Linked DNA regions of Zea mays: region 2 is linked to region 1. A link is a contact called in public Hi-C data. All regions are on one chromosome and are shown on one strand. Each heading gives the region's core, a stretch centred on a gene start, on an enhancer-like site or on the middle of the called end of the contact. The rest is flanking DNA. Distances are from core to core; before and after follow the strand shown.

Region 1 (7,658 bases), core at 1,389-3,888:
CGAGTACGTGACCGAACCCTCGGCCCTGGCCTCGGCTCTCAGCAGAAATCGAGCGGGCACAAGTCAACAGCAAGTACATGACCCATGCTTCGGGCCATACCATCTACAGGGGCTCGGCTTCGCCTCCTCACCGTACATGGCCAACTCTGGTACTCCAAGCAGCCCTCCTTGAGGCTATAAATAGGGCAGCCTACGGCTTCAGGGAGGCAGGAGAACACTTCATGGTTTTCTCCTCCACCACGATATTGGTCCTTGCCTCAATCAAGCCCATGGACTTGGGATCCTTCCCTCTCCCGCTCAGCTTGTATTCCCTACTGCAAGCACACTTAGGTGCAAGTAATATAAGTCTCATCCCCTCTACTGGAAGTAGGCCTTTCTTTTGCCCGAACTAGAATAAAGACTTGTGTCATCTTGCATCACCCATCTAGGGTTAAGGGCACACAACATTATTTCACTGGTTGATCAGACCCTTGGGTCAAGACATCGACGTTATTTTTAAAAATTAGCATACATGTGTGTAATTGCACACATGCTCTGATAGTTAAAGACAATAAGTTGGAGAGTGATCAAGACCCTAGATAGGAACCAATATAAGATCGATTGAATAAAATCGGTTATGTGAGTTTATTTGTTGGAAGCATAATGTATGCTTAAATATGTACTTGTCTTAGAATTCATAACTAGGATGCTTGGTAGATTCCAAATGAATCCAGAGATATAACACCGAAAAACCGTTAAGAAAGTCTTATGACATTTGCAAGATATATAAAAGGTCTCTTGTTAATATATATTGAAAACCGAGTAGCCTTAAAATTGTAGATTAGTTAGACTTCGATTATGTGAGATGTTAAGAAGATAGAAATTAAAGTCCAGCAGTTTTTGTACATACATTTAGGACATGTTCGGTTGTTCTGGATTGGGTCTAGAATTTATTCCATCCGATGAGATCTTATATAAATTTAGATAATCAATTCGAACGGGAATAATTCTAGGCCTCCGTTCCGAACTAACCGAACATGCCCTTATCTATTTTGCATAATGTACATGCAGTGCTTCGCTTGTCCTTCAAATTTGGTGACGATCATGGATATGGATCCGGTCCCTGAAAGTAAATTAAAGCTGAGACAGCAAAGCTCCTCTGTATCCCCTTCTTCCTCAAGACTTCCAAAGATATTTTTTCCTTCCATTCTTTATCTTAGCTTCCTTCTCCCGTTGCCTTTCTTTTCTGCTTTTTGTCACGGAGTACACACAGTGACACAGATACACACGCAGCTCGATCCACATTACGGCTTGTCGTTTTTTTGATGCGAATCCATACGTATTAGATGGTATTGAGTCGATTAAAATCCATAACAAGTTAAAATACATTTCAATCTAATCCACATATAACATAAATAATAGAACAAGCCCTTATTCATGGCAAAGTTGGTGACACATTGTTGTCTCCTCACTCCTCAGGACCGAGGAGATATAAAACAAGAACCAATAATATATAAATACCAGCAAAGTTGGAAACATTTTTTATTAGCAAGGTTGAACACGACTTTGAAACACCAAACTTAAGTAGGGTTAAGCAAACATAACCGATCAAGCTTGTTTTGCGCTCCAAAATATAATGGAACTGGGGTGTCTGGAACTACACGTACGCATGGAGAGTTTGAGCGATCAGATATCTAACTAGCTAGGTACTACAAAATTCAATTTCAGCAGCCTACCCTAGGATATACTATGCTCTTTTGATCACCGACAAGCTACATAGGCCGGATCTATAGAGACGGACGGCTAGAACGCCTCTATGAAAACGGGGTACCTCTATTTTTCTACCTCGATTCACCGATTTACAGAGACAGCTGGAAATTAGATTTATAGAGACAGCTAGAGCCGCCTTTAAAAATAGAAGCAACTCTATAAATGTATTCTTAAAGGTGACGAAAAATAAAGTTGTCTCTGTCAAAAAAAAAACTTACATGACTGAAAAATATTAATTTCTGTAGAAGTGAAGCGGTCTAATGTATGTGATCCCCATAATCTATAACAGAACGATTCGTACATATCAATCTCTCATCAACCAAAAAAGTACTCAAGATCAAATATAGACCAGGGAGAATAGGGACTATATATAGGGAGACATAAAAAAAGGAAGGGATTTTGTATGTCTCCTTAGTGAAAAAATTAAAAAAAAACTAAGCTTTTGTATCTCCACACTAGACTTTAGAGTAAAACCTGCGCCGCGATGTACTGCAGCTAGTAAATCAGCGAGGGGCAGAGGGGAGACCCAGGTCGGTATGCATCTGTCAATATAATGCAGGGGTTGGAACTAGAAGAGAGGAGTCTAGTCGTCTAGACTGGACTTTTAGAGTGCGTTTGTTTGCAATGATAGGATGGGATGGGACGGGACGATCTCTTAAATAAGTTTGTTTGGTTGGGATCAGGGATTGAGAACATGACTATCCCCTTACTGTCCCGCAACCAAACTCACCCTAGAGAAGAAGGGGCCATGGGCGGCAAGCATGATCCTGGAGCTGGAGCTGGAGCCCACGGAAAACAAAAAGTGGCAAGCTTGTGAGGGGCTGAGGGCTAGCTAGGGAATCTGGGAAAGCGACAAATAAAGGTGGCCATCCGATCGCCCAGAATCGTAAGAGAGGCATGACTGTGTCTGTGTGCCCGTGTCGACCGACCCCAGACCCAGAGCCAGGCCGGGCCACCACCACCTGCTGACGCCGGCGATCGATCGGGAGAAAAACTGCTTATAAGGGGCCGGGGTTCCGCTGCAGGTAAAGGCATCGATCCGCAGCAGTGCCCAAAGAGGAAGAGAGCAAGCAAGGTGTCTTTGGCAACGCTCATCAGATCACACACCCCCGCGCGTGCTAGCTAGCGAGCTGCTGTGTAGGATCCTCTCGCCAGCCGGTGCACCGCCGGCCGGGCGCCCTCCTCCTCGGCGTCTGTCATCATCCGCCGGCCGGCGCGCGGCGGTGGTATCATCAGTACGTACTTCTGCTGCTTCGTTTAAGTAGTAGCTCATCGCTTCACCGCCGCCGCCGGAGAGAGAGGGAGAGAGAGACAGATCGGTATCATCATCATGGCGCCGGTGGGGCTCCCGCCGGGCTTCCGGTTCCACCCGACGGACGAGGAGCTGGTGAACTACTACCTGAAGCGCAAGATCCACGGGCTGAAGATCGAGCTGGACATCATCCCTGAGGTCGACCTCTACAAGTGCGAGCCATGGGAGCTCGCAGGTACGTATTATACACATGCATGCCTTCTTCCCCTTCCGTGCATCTCGCTCTCGTCCTCTCTCTGCTGCACTCAAACTCAATCCGCCGCACCGCGGCTTGATCGAGATACGACGATCGATCGACCGTGAATTCGTGATTATTTTTGTGCTTGCATATGATGATGATCTGAATATTTCATTTCATGCATGCACAGACAAGTCGTTCCTGCCGAGCCGTGACCCTGAGTGGTACTTCTTCGGGCCACGGGACCGCAAGTACCCCAACGGGTTCCGCACCAACCGCGCGACGCGGGCGGGGTACTGGAAGTCCACGGGCAAGGACCGCCGCGTGCTGCACCACGGCGGCCGCTCCATCGGCATGAAGAAGACGCTCGTCTACTACCGCGGCCGCGCGCCGCAGGGGGTCCGCACCGACTGGGTCATGCACGAGTACCGCCTCGACGACAAGGACGCCGAGGACACGCTGCCCATCCAGGTTATTACCTACCTGCTATGCTACTAGCAGCTTGCATTGGCTTTGTGATTACCTGCTGCCGGTAGTAGCTTACAATTACAATGAACTGGCCGGTATGCATGCTCAACTGATTACCAGCAGCTAGCTATACTACTGAAGTACGTAGCTAGCTAGCTAGATCGTGATTTCATCATGATGATCGTGATATACCACGTGCTGTGTACGTAGTGCATGTTGATACATCATGACGTTGGGCCCCTTTAATTCTTTCTGTCCTCTTATCGACACATAAATTTTTCGGATGCTAGCTAGCCCTCCTTTCTCGTGTCTCTATATACAGTAGTCTAGTAGATTGGCCGTGAATCCTCTCTAATCTGCTCTTTTTTCAAGCACCGTCGATCAGCAGACATGATCACCATTGGGCTGTCCATTGATCATGTCGTCCATGACGTATTAAAGGGCAAAGCAAACCGTTTCTCCCTCTTCCCGCTCTCATGGCGCGGAGCGAGTCGGTGTCCCGCGCTTTCTGCTTTATTCCATGTTGAATCCATCATCAGCCTCGCACACCCTTCTCTTCCCTCGCCGTCCCTTTCTCTTGCGCAAATCTACGTCCTCTCTTTCCTAATAGAGTATAACAGTAATTAGTAAAGGGCATGCATGGTTTATGTTCGAGATATAGCAAATGTAGTACAAACATAATCATGCATGCGTCAGTGTCGTACTAGATATTACTGGTTATTAATGACTTTTCCCTTGCTCTGTGCTGGCATTCTCATACTCAGGACACCTATGCATTATGCCGGGTCTTCAAGAAGAACGCCATCTGCACCGAGGTGGACGGCCTGCAAGCGCAGTGCAGCATGGCGCTGCTGGAGGGCGCCTGCCAGCAGCTGCTCACCAGCGGCAGCCAGGAGTACCAGACCTCGTCGCCGGATGTGCCCGTCGCGTCCACATCCGGTGGAGCCGACGACGACGCGGAAAAGGATGAGTCCTGGATGCAGTTCATATCCGACGACGCGTGGTGCTCCAGCACGGCGGACGGCGCCGAGGAGAGCACCTCCCGTGTGGCCCTGGCCAGCTGAAACCCTTTTATCTGTTGTTCAAAAATGATGCGACTGAGAAATCCTCCTAATAACTATTTTTCCTCCTTTTTCTCTGATCGAGATGGTGATGATGATGCCGGCTAGCCATCAATAACCACCGTGATCATGTCTACAAAGTGTAAGATCATAGCACAATAAGCATGCATCTTTGGGGTTTTCAGCTTCCATCCTATTGCTGGGGGTTGAAGGATCGTTGCCGCCTCAAGATTGTTCTCAGAATCCTTCCTTGAGTTGAGTTCATAAGGAGGGTTATATATACTCCTATATTATATATATATAGTATATAAAACAACCAGCTCCCCCTTATTTTCTTCTTCTTTGGGTTTTCCATCGCATGTATTGTACTTTTTGAGTGGTGTCTTTTTTTCTCTTATGTGAAGCATACTGGTTGTAGCTATGCAATTGCATAGTTTTTGTCTTGTGCCTATATGTCAGATGAAATATAATGCGCATTATGAATGGAAATTGAAGACAATTATTATGAATATTATACCTGTCCTCTTAACTTGTATCGATCTCCAAAATCTAACTATTCTGCTCATCTTACTAATTGCATCCGAGTTCTGCCAATAAAATGGGAAAACAAAAAAAGAATTCAACAGTTCACTGGTGTACATGTTATCATAAGATGAGAATATTTGCATATATTGACATATATAAATATTATGTTACTGAAAAGTTTGGAGATTATTTGTCAAAAACAATGCCTCATTTTGCAACACATCAAATATCTACTTACACATGTAAGAAACCGGTTTTCACTTTAAGCATATATAACCAGCAGAAAGGCTGTATATCTTGTTCAGACATCAGTGTTTTTTTTTCTTAAAATTATACTACCTCCATTCTCGAATATTTGTCGCCCGCTAGTTCATTTTTAAACTATACGACGATAAATAAAAAAGAACGGAGTAAGTATCATATATACAGAACATGAGTGAAGTCTGGAGAACATATATAAAGGTCTCTATAGATCCGCTAATATGGAAAAGCCTAACAGCAGGCGTTAGATCACATGCTGTCAGTATCGATGCTACGCTGAGCTAAAAACACTTGGGTTCACAAAGGATGAAAGGATTGAAGAAATACTATTCCATAAGTAATGTCAGTGGTTAAACACATGATGTTGCAGCAGCCCTTTCTGGAATGTCAATCAGAACCCCTTCCAGGTCAATAACTATGACCAGTTTGGCTATATAGAAATGCTTTGCACCTCCTACCTTGACATTCTTGGGATTCATTTTTCAACATGTCACAGCAAATTACCTCCGAGAAGTGACATGATAGCAGACTTAAGATAATCAATATGCTGAAGAATTCTGTAGATTTTAGCAAAGTAGTACTGTTGTATTCTATCATGTTTCTAGGTATCAAGCAAAACTAAAGTTCAGAAGTCTACATTACAAGCATCTTCATGGTGACACTTCGTCACAAGAATGTAGCCTCTGTAATGTTCAGAGCGCCTCCTTGATGTCAACACACCACGTCACCACCTTTGAACTGTTCCGCCATTTCAACCGGCATATCAACTGCAAAAGCAATTTGCAAATCCACATTTAGCTGCAAAATTTGCTTTCGACCACATGCTGCTCAAAGGGGTGCATGTCTTTTCTGTAGAATTGGGTAAGGCTACAGTTGCAGACCTCTTTAAATGCATGTTGTCATTGTAGGGTTGGGGAAGTTAAGAAGAAGAAAACAGCAAGTTAGCTCAGGATGGATAGAACGCATTGTTCCCCAACCAAGGTTGAAATCAAATAAAATCTCTGTTATATTGGTTGAGACTGTGATCACTGTTTATAAAATCTTTCATTTAAAGAAAGAAAGGAACTAGACCATATCTATTACGGGGGAAGACAATCAAGTTTATGCATCCACAGACATATATGCTAGACTAAAACCGTGAATGACGATCCTTTGTACTCGAGTGCTCCTTTATCAGAATCCAAAGTCAAAAGTTTTGTCTGATCTAGATGGCTAAATAGATAGCAATGCAAGCTCATTGACGCTGGAAGGCCTCATGGCTGCATGGACCTTTAGTTTTCTTTTTACCTTCCATAAACTTTCTGTTTTGCAATGTTGATCCCGATACATAGAGACATGTTACTAGAACACCGTACCCTCACCTTTGGTCCCGTTCTGATCTATGACACTTCAAAGAGACCAAGCTTCTGAGACACAAAAACAAGTTCAGTGAAAAAAAGAACATACCCCCACGGCGCAAGAGGGCAATGCCGTGACAACTTTCACATCCCAACACAGCCGGACAGCCCTATGCAATCTACTAGCATGAATATGATAAAGGCGTGTTATCCAGAAAATAAAAATAAAAGTTTGTTCTGTTAAAAGATAAGAAAAGAAGATCCAGCGGTGCTGTAAGACGTCCAGAGCTTGTGTGAGAATCTTGTAAAGTGAAACACATGGCTACTTGTAGGGCAGGCTTTGAATCATTTCACGGAGGAGCTAAAGAGCACGGTGGCCGGCAACAGAAGGGAAAGACAAAGGGTAAAGACAAAGAGAAAGATCAGCAAGAAAGGAGGCAGCGAGCTGGGAGGCCATGGCGCCGGCTGATCTCCCACCAGGCTTTAGGTTCCATCCAACTGATGAGGAGCTTGTGAACTATTACCTCAAGAGGAAGGTCCATGGGCTCAGCATCGAGCTTGACATAATCCCTGAAGTAGACCTCTACAAATGTGAGCCTTGGGAGCTAGCAGGTAACCTGAAATCCAAGTTCATTCAGTTGTTCATCCTGAGATTTCATCACTCCGAACTGAATTTTTGAGATATGTTTGTTTTGGAAGAGAAATCATTCCTGCCTGGTAGAGACTCCGAGTGGTACTTCTTTGGGCCAAGGGATAGGAAGTATCCA
Region 2 (7,658 bases), core at 3,010-5,509, 490 kb before region 1:
CTCGAGCTTCGTGCCATTGTTTTCTCGGAGAGACCGAGAACCTGGTGTTCTGCTGGTACTTTCACTGTTAACCCGCCATTGCTGACGCACATGCCCAAAGGAGATTGTCCCGAAGCTCTAATTGGCTGGAGCAGGGGCATGGGAGCACGGCTGCACGGGCATGGACTGACGGACGTGATGGTCCAACGGTTTCCTCTTTCTCGAATTGAAAGATGCCCCCGGCCTGCCAAGAGCACCACTGCTTCGCTGGAAAAGGGCACAATTTCAGACCCCTCGTGGATGCAGTTTGACAGGTTAGCAACACCACAGGGATGCCCGCGGTAGGGAAAGGGGGAAAAACTACACATCATTCACGGCTACTAGTAACTTATACACGTATCCGCTTGAGCACATAGCACAGCAAATTTATATGACTACAAGTCCGTTCTCGAATATTTATCGCCCGCTAATTTTTAAACTAAAACACGACAATTAAAAAAGAACGGACAGAGTATATAGTGGACAATAAGTGAAACAGTTGATTATAAAAAGATATAGAAGAAGAACAAAGTTAGCAGTCTTGTTTAGGTGCAGCAACTTGCTGACTTTCTCATGGAAAGGCGCTACGGACGCACAAGCACGAAGCCCAGTTTCTGGCACAGCATCTTGCTGACCCGAGAGGTCAAAAACAGCCACGGGAGTATTCCAACCTGCACCAGGGCAACCACCACGTCAGGGACTGCGGGGAAAAAAAAACAAGGTGCAGATTTCCACCTAGTAGCATTGCATACAAGGCACATCAGTGGCGCATCGACTTTACAGATATTGTTAAAGGTAAACTAAAAAAATGATACATAATTTATGAATAAGGATCACAGACAATAATATCGATTCAAAAATGGTGAAACAACATCTAAAGCAACTTTGTGGGTACAAAAATCGTAACAAAGAATGTCATACATCAATCCATGGCCCTTTTCCCTCTATTTTTGGACACGTCTTTGATCTTTCTCACTCCGACCACAATCCAACTAGAACCAATTATTATAAAAAATAATAATCAACAATCACAATGGGTTAGGTTCAATTTTGTATTTTTTCTTCCAATACCTGTGCTGCTAGCAGCATTGTAACACAGCAGGGGAGAGGCCGAGAGGGGCACAGACAACTGGAGTTGGCGTCTTGGGTCCTGACGTGGTGGATGCTGTGGCAAGCAGACAAACGCTACCGGAAGGGTCATGACTCACGAGCCAGGGCAGGCAGCGGGTCAGCCCGAGGAAGGGTTGGGGATTCCGAGAGAATTCTAAGGTCTGGGCCTCTGGGGTCCGGGGCTGGAAGAGTGCCGCCAACGAAGAAGAAGACGAAAAAAACGAATTCACAGCAGGAGATTTGCGTGCAGCATCTCAGACTGAAGTGCTATGTTTTAGTGTTCAACGGGTGGGGCTGTGCCTTCTTAGCTGCATCTCCCATGGGATGTTGAGGGGGTATACTACATGGAGGTATTCGGGGCTGGACCTGAGCCTGAGCTGCAGCCCCCAGCCCTGGGCCCAGATCCGCCCCTGAGGGCACACCATGTTCAAGGGCTACTAGGGAAATTTGGAGCAAGTGGGTTTCTCTGATCATCATCCATCCACTTTCATACATACAAGTAAGCTAAGCTAACTCCACAGACGTAATGCTGTTATTTCGATTCATGTCAGCATTTCACCAATGAATCGAATAAAGCTATCTTAATTGCAGTGTCCCATAAAGTTTAAAAGGTCCACAGTAATCAGTATTTACCACAACATTGCCGGTGGCAGTATCAACACCTCTCCAGGAAAACATTTTTCCTGTAAAAACATTTGAAGTGTCACCATTATTATTATTGGTTACATGAACCACACATATGTAAGAAACTAAGAGAAATCAAAGAAAATGAATTGTTTCCTGACAGTATACATAAGGATGTCCATCTACGAAGAATGTTGCTACTCGACAACCCAAAAGGCAAATAGTTATATTGCTGATCTGAAAATGGATCTAAAGATCTAGTGATGCAGCATTGACCCTTTAGATAATCGCTTGGATTGCACAAACGAGTTACCTTTTTTTCGGACAACAATTCACAGCCTTTCTACCGTAGTACTTGTATGTCATATGTATAAAATCATATTCATTTATATTCTGGCAGTAGTTGTGAAATGAATGTGGGAAGTAAGTCACTCCACATATTGGGTCAGTGTTGCTAGGTGTGTGAAAATTTCCTCTCGCAGTTCTCAGATTCAAATTGTGCAAAAGTCAACCAGACTATTAATATGTTGGATATATTCTGCTGATAAATAAATAGACTAGTCACTCGTGCATCACCCAAGGGGCTAATACCGAGTAACAATCAATCTAGAACACTCTGGCGAGTGGCATCAACATACCGAAGGGCTGTAGAAGATGTTGTGGAACTGCAGTTACAGGAGTACTCCAAAAGCACAGAACGAGCACAGCATAAATTATGACCTATTTGATGAACAAGATTAGTATTAATAAGGTATAGCACATGGCAAAACAAGAAAACCAGACATAGAAGGTAGTTCACATAGGAGCACCTTAGTAACCAACAAAAATTTTGTGTATTTGTCGTATAAGGATTGCTTCCCTTTAAGGTCATGTTCCTGCACTGTAAAGCAGGCAAAGGAAAAAAAAGTTATGAAGGTTAAAATGCATCATGGGAGCATCACCTCATTTTGCACAAATAACAAAGAAGCTAAATTTTGCTCCCGAACAAACAACAGCAATGCTACGGAATGCAACTACCTAGCATTTCCAAAAATACAGGGCCTTCCGGTACTGTATTACAACTTACAAGCGATGAGGCCAAGACGATTAGACGAATAGCTACAGAACAAGACAATGAGAGTTCAGCACTCACTTTTTGCCAGTTCCTTCTCCTTGGCAGCAGCCAGGCGCTTGAGTTTAGCAGCTTGTGCAAATGTGGACGGCCTACAGCAGACATACAGGCAAAGAAGCGAGGAGTAATTTGCAGTTGGAAATCATTCTTCGATCAATAGGGAAACTCTGAGTCACAGCGAAAGGAAGGTTAATTGCCTACGTTGACAACTGATCAGCCTCCTTGAGAAGTTGCTTGATTTCAAGCCGCACTTTGATCTGCTCATCACTAAGTCCTCCGCTCTGGATGACAAAAGCACAGAACGCATGAGTGGCAAGTGGAAACACTAGAGCGAAATAAATACAAAACCGCAGACTACAGGCTAACAGATAGGGAGACCGGGAAGACAAAGACTCGAGCCTGCATTCAACAGTTACAGTCGCCTCGGCCAAAGGTTGAGAAATTTGCATCAAAATCCAAACTGTCTAGGGCCATGGGAAATAGTTCCTCGGAATCAGAGTTCAATTCATGGACGAAATAGATGGAACTGATGGTAGGCTACTCTTCCGCCCAATCAGAATTCACGGAAGATCCAGGTCTCGAGACTAGGAGACGGATGGGAGGCGCAACGCGCGATGGGGAGGGGGGCGGCGCTGACCTTTCTGGCGAGGTCGAGGTAGCGGTAGAGCAGCTGCAGCGCGGACACGATGAGGAAGACGAAGATAGCCGCCAGGGACATGGTCGCCGGCGGCGGCGGAGCGAGGCTGAGCCGGTCTCTCCGGCCTCCGATCGGCGTTAAGTTGGGGATCGTAACGTGACGTGTCTCCTCTCCACAGATCGACACAACCGGCCTACTCGGGTGCACGACGCCGCGACAAGGGTGAGATGTCCGTGCACGCAGCCCGTTTGGAGTCCTCGTTGCCCACGAACCGACCCCTTACAGAACAAGGCCTAGCCCAAAACTATTCTGAGTTGAGCTTTTGAGCCTAGCCCACCTAAGCCGAGCGTCATGAACTGATGAACCCACTACCACTAGTCAAGGCAAACCACAACCACAAATGGATCAATTGATCTAGAACAATCCGAAGGAGGGGAGGCCACGTCACACTCACACCAACCGAAATATCTGCCAGTATCAGATCAACCGGCCAATAGGACGCCAGCGAGCCCAACACCTAGCGACGCCGCAAAATTCACCGCGAGGGGCACCGGGCACGGCAAAAACAAAAGCCCGGCGCGGTGAGAATATCTGGCGACTGGCGGAGACCTGGTGGCCAGCGCGCGGCCACATCAGCCACCCCATCCGCCCACCTCACCTCCGGCGAGCCAATGGCAACTCGTCTTAAGATTCCACGAGATAAGGACCCGATCGCCGGCGACGCTATTTAGCCAGGTGCGCCCCCCACGGTACACTCCACCAGCGGCATCTATAGCAACCGGTCCAACACTTTCACGCTCAGCTTCAGCAATGGCTGCCTCCACCATGGCGATCTCCTCCACGGCGATGGCCGGCACCCCCATCAAGGTGGGTTCCTTCGGCGAGGGCCGCATCACCATGCGCAAGACCGTGGGCAAGCCCAAGGTGGCGGCGTCCGGCAGCCCCTGGTACGGCCCCGACCGCGTCAAGTACCTCGGCCCCTTCTCCGGCGAGCCCCCGAGCTACCTCACCGGCGAGTTCCCCGGCGACTACGGCTGGGACACCGCCGGGCTGTCCGCCGACCCCGAGACATTCGCCAAGAACCGCGAGCTGGAGGTGATCCACTCCCGCTGGGCCATGCTCGGCGCGCTCGGCTGCGTCTTCCCCGAGCTGCTCTCCCGCAACGGCGTCAAGTTCGGCGAGGCCGTCTGGTTCAAGGCCGGCTCCCAGATCTTCAGCGAGGGCGGGCTGGACTACCTCGGCAACCCCAGCCTGATCCACGCGCAGAGCATCCTCGCCATCTGGGCCTGCCAGGTCGTGCTCATGGGTGCCGTCGAGGGCTACCGCATTGCCGGCGGGCCGCTCGGCGAGGTCGTCGACCCGCTGTACCCTGGCGGCAGCTTCGACCCCCTCGGCCTGGCCGACGACCCCGAGGCCTTCGCCGAGCTCAAGGTGAAGGAGCTCAAGAACGGCCGCCTCGCCATGTTTTCCATGTTCGGCTTCTTCGTCCAGGCCATCGTCACCGGCAAGGGCCCGCTCGAGAACCTCGCTGACCACATCGCTGACCCAGTCAACAACAACGCATGGGCCTACGCCACCAACTTCGTCCCCGGCAACTAAGCTCAACGGCTATGCTATGCAACTTCATTGTCTTTCGGATCGGAGAGGGTGTACGTACGTGGATTGATTGATGCTGCGAGATGCATGTGTGTCTTTTGTTTCACGTTGCATTGCATAGGCAAGTCGAGATGATGAGTTGGCGTTGTACACTAAGATGAACCATGTTTGTGCAATAGTGGTGGTTTTTGTTTCCTGCTGGTTAATTGTTGATATCCATTAATTTGTTTTTCTTCTATACTCCTTTTTCTCTCTAGCTCTTTATCTTAAGAAGGCAAGCATAAATGTGCTTGGATAAACAGCAGATATCAATGAAAATGAAAGTAGTCTTATACCATTTAAATGTGGGCAAACAAATAAGATATGCACTTAAACAGTAACGAACGAATCTAGAGAAAATAGAAAGAGGGTATACTTGTCTTAACAGATGCATATACTTGTATATATCATATGAGCAGCATATATATGGAGAAATTTTAATCAAAATATTTTTTTTAAAAAAAAATCGAGAATGCATTTGCACCATCTAATGACACAGCTTTATCCTGACCCTGCATATGAATGAAATGCGTAAATTCACACAGTCGATCGTCCATGTCTTATGACCACACTGTACCTCTTTTAGCGCTTGTTCAGTTACGTCTGGATCGAAGCGGATTATACAGGACTAAATCTCTCACTAGTTAAAATTAAATAAAAAGGATTTAATCTCTCTCAATCCATTTTGATTCAGACGCAACCAAACTAACCCTTATATGGTAATCGGACAGAATTTAAGTGGATTAAATCTATCTCTATTCAAATTTGACTAGAAATAGATTTAAATCCTCCTCTTAAATTCACTTCTAACCGAACAAATCTTTCCTAAAGTGATCATTTATGTAATTCTTTCACAATAAGACACAAACAACCAACACAAGAACCTTCTCTCATCATTTTGTTGGATTGTGTCCACCCAATTCAGCCCAGTTGGCTACCTGTTGGTACCGATGACACCAGCATTGCTCTATCGTCTTCTCAGCATTGCTTTAATTTCCTAATAACGAAAATAAAATCATTTCTTCAAAATTCCTGTCCTGTATATGATTATGTCTCTGAAATGGTCGCTAAGTGTCATGGTGTTACACCAGTCTATGCGAACTATATATGTTATGAAATATGTCGCCAGCTAGTCGATACAAGTAGAAAAACACAAAGATCCAACATAGAGAGAACTACTATTTATTCTCTGATTTTTTATAATTACAATGCACAGCTCGCACGTGTGTATAGTTCAGACAAGATCTAAGAGTTGGATGCACAACACTACCAAAGCCCAATCACCCGGCATATTCAGCGCAGATAAATAGTGAAATGGAGCTTAAGCGAAGATATCTTAAACTCTTAGAACACAATGACTATTACAACCATAGATATAGATGTCTTCTCGTGGGGAATTTCCCTATTAGAGTACGGGTATAGGACAAAAATTGTCACCATGGGTATGGATATGAGACAAAATTTTTATCCATTAGGTAAACGGGTATAGGTTTGGGAAGCGATAATCCGAACCCGATTACCCATGGGTATTTCATATGTGTACGTCTCACATGTTTGTATGAATGAGTTGAGGTCAAGCCGGCCACCAAGCCCAGCATGGCAGCGCACCAGGCCCCAGGTCTTAGCCCAACAAGGCAACACGGCAAGGCAATTATCAGACTAGCAAAAAAACAAAATCTTAAAATAACCAGCCATACGCTACGCCTTGCCCAGCCGACCAACCGCCGCACGCCTAGATAGATGCGCTAGCATTGTACACTGGACAGTTGCACTGGCATTGCACACTGGCGACTTCACCAGCGACGAGGAGCATCGCTGAATGCTAGGAGCCTAGGATGACGACCATGGATCTCATGCGCCAACAAACTCGGATGGTGACCAAGGAAGGTGTGCATACTCTATTTCTCCATTTCTTCTATTGGTCCCGAAGTACTGATTTTTTCTGATGATGGATGAATGGATCATGGTTCGTGAATGAGTGCTTGCTGATGTGGTGATGTCTAAAATCTGGAGAGTTTGTGCTAGATGTTAGTACCTAGTTATCCCTTAATTGAGTATGGGGACCCAATGGGGACCCGAAACCCGAACGAGGATAGATATGAGATATGTTTTACACCCATGATGGGTATGTGGATTGATCAAATATGACGGGAATGGGTCTGCGATGCTATAACCCGATGGGGAATTCTCTATTAACATCTCTAACCATAGATGTGCGATAGAGTACTCATTTTTTTGTTGTAGAGTCAAGGTATGTGCTTCAAAGGAATAACTGCAGTGTCATTTGTAATTTTGCTATTATTATTTATAGGCTTCACCAATATACCATCGGATCCATAAATTATAGACACATATGGTTCCGACAGTCATAAATATGAGATGTTATAATAACAGATAGCCAAAACTGAGAGCGAAAAAATAACAAATTTAAGGATAGCAACCGTAAAAAACACAAGGTCATTGCATGGAGTTTTTAAGCGTATAGCAGCAATATTTATGTTCTCATCCCACAAGCGAAAAGTG

The links. A called contact is a pair of places that touch in the nucleus more often than the background predicts.
Region 2: a contact with region 1 is called in a Hi-C map of tassel, with 2.8 times the contacts expected there. The contact joins the promoter of LOC100281248 here to the promoter of LOC103633138 in region 1. A contact is called at or near these places in 6 of 25 Hi-C or Micro-C datasets (bundle sheath, ear, leaf and 1 more) and 1 of 3 datasets of contacts at active chromatin or transcription factors (leaf).

The regions. Positions count from the first base shown.
Region 1 is chr7:152,980,942-152,988,599 of Zm-B73-REFERENCE-NAM-5.0, reverse strand. It overlaps LOC103633138 (NAC domain-containing protein 86), which reads left to right and starts at 2,638. Exons shown (of 3, transcript XM_008654815.4): 1 at 2,638-3,236; 2 at 3,430-3,710; 3 at 4,472-5,282. The coding sequence starts at 3,080. The coding sequence ends at 4,771. It overlaps LOC103633135 (NAC domain-containing protein 45), which reads left to right and starts at 7,249. Exons shown (of 3, transcript XM_008654814.3): 1 at 7,249-7,503; 2 at 7,591-7,658. The coding sequence starts at 7,347.
Region 2 is chr7:153,469,197-153,476,854 of Zm-B73-REFERENCE-NAM-5.0, reverse strand. It overlaps LOC100281248 (chlorophyll a-b binding protein 2), which reads left to right and starts at 4,259. Exons shown (of 1, transcript NM_001154167.2): 1 at 4,259-5,336. The coding sequence starts at 4,311. The coding sequence ends at 5,099. It overlaps LOC100276891, which reads right to left and starts at 3,686. Exons shown (of 7, transcript NM_001150592.1): 1 at 3,501-3,686; 2 at 3,065-3,144; 3 at 2,885-2,955; 4 at 2,562-2,632; 5 at 2,391-2,472; 6 at 1,762-1,811; 7 at 347-689. The coding sequence starts at 3,581. The coding sequence ends at 603.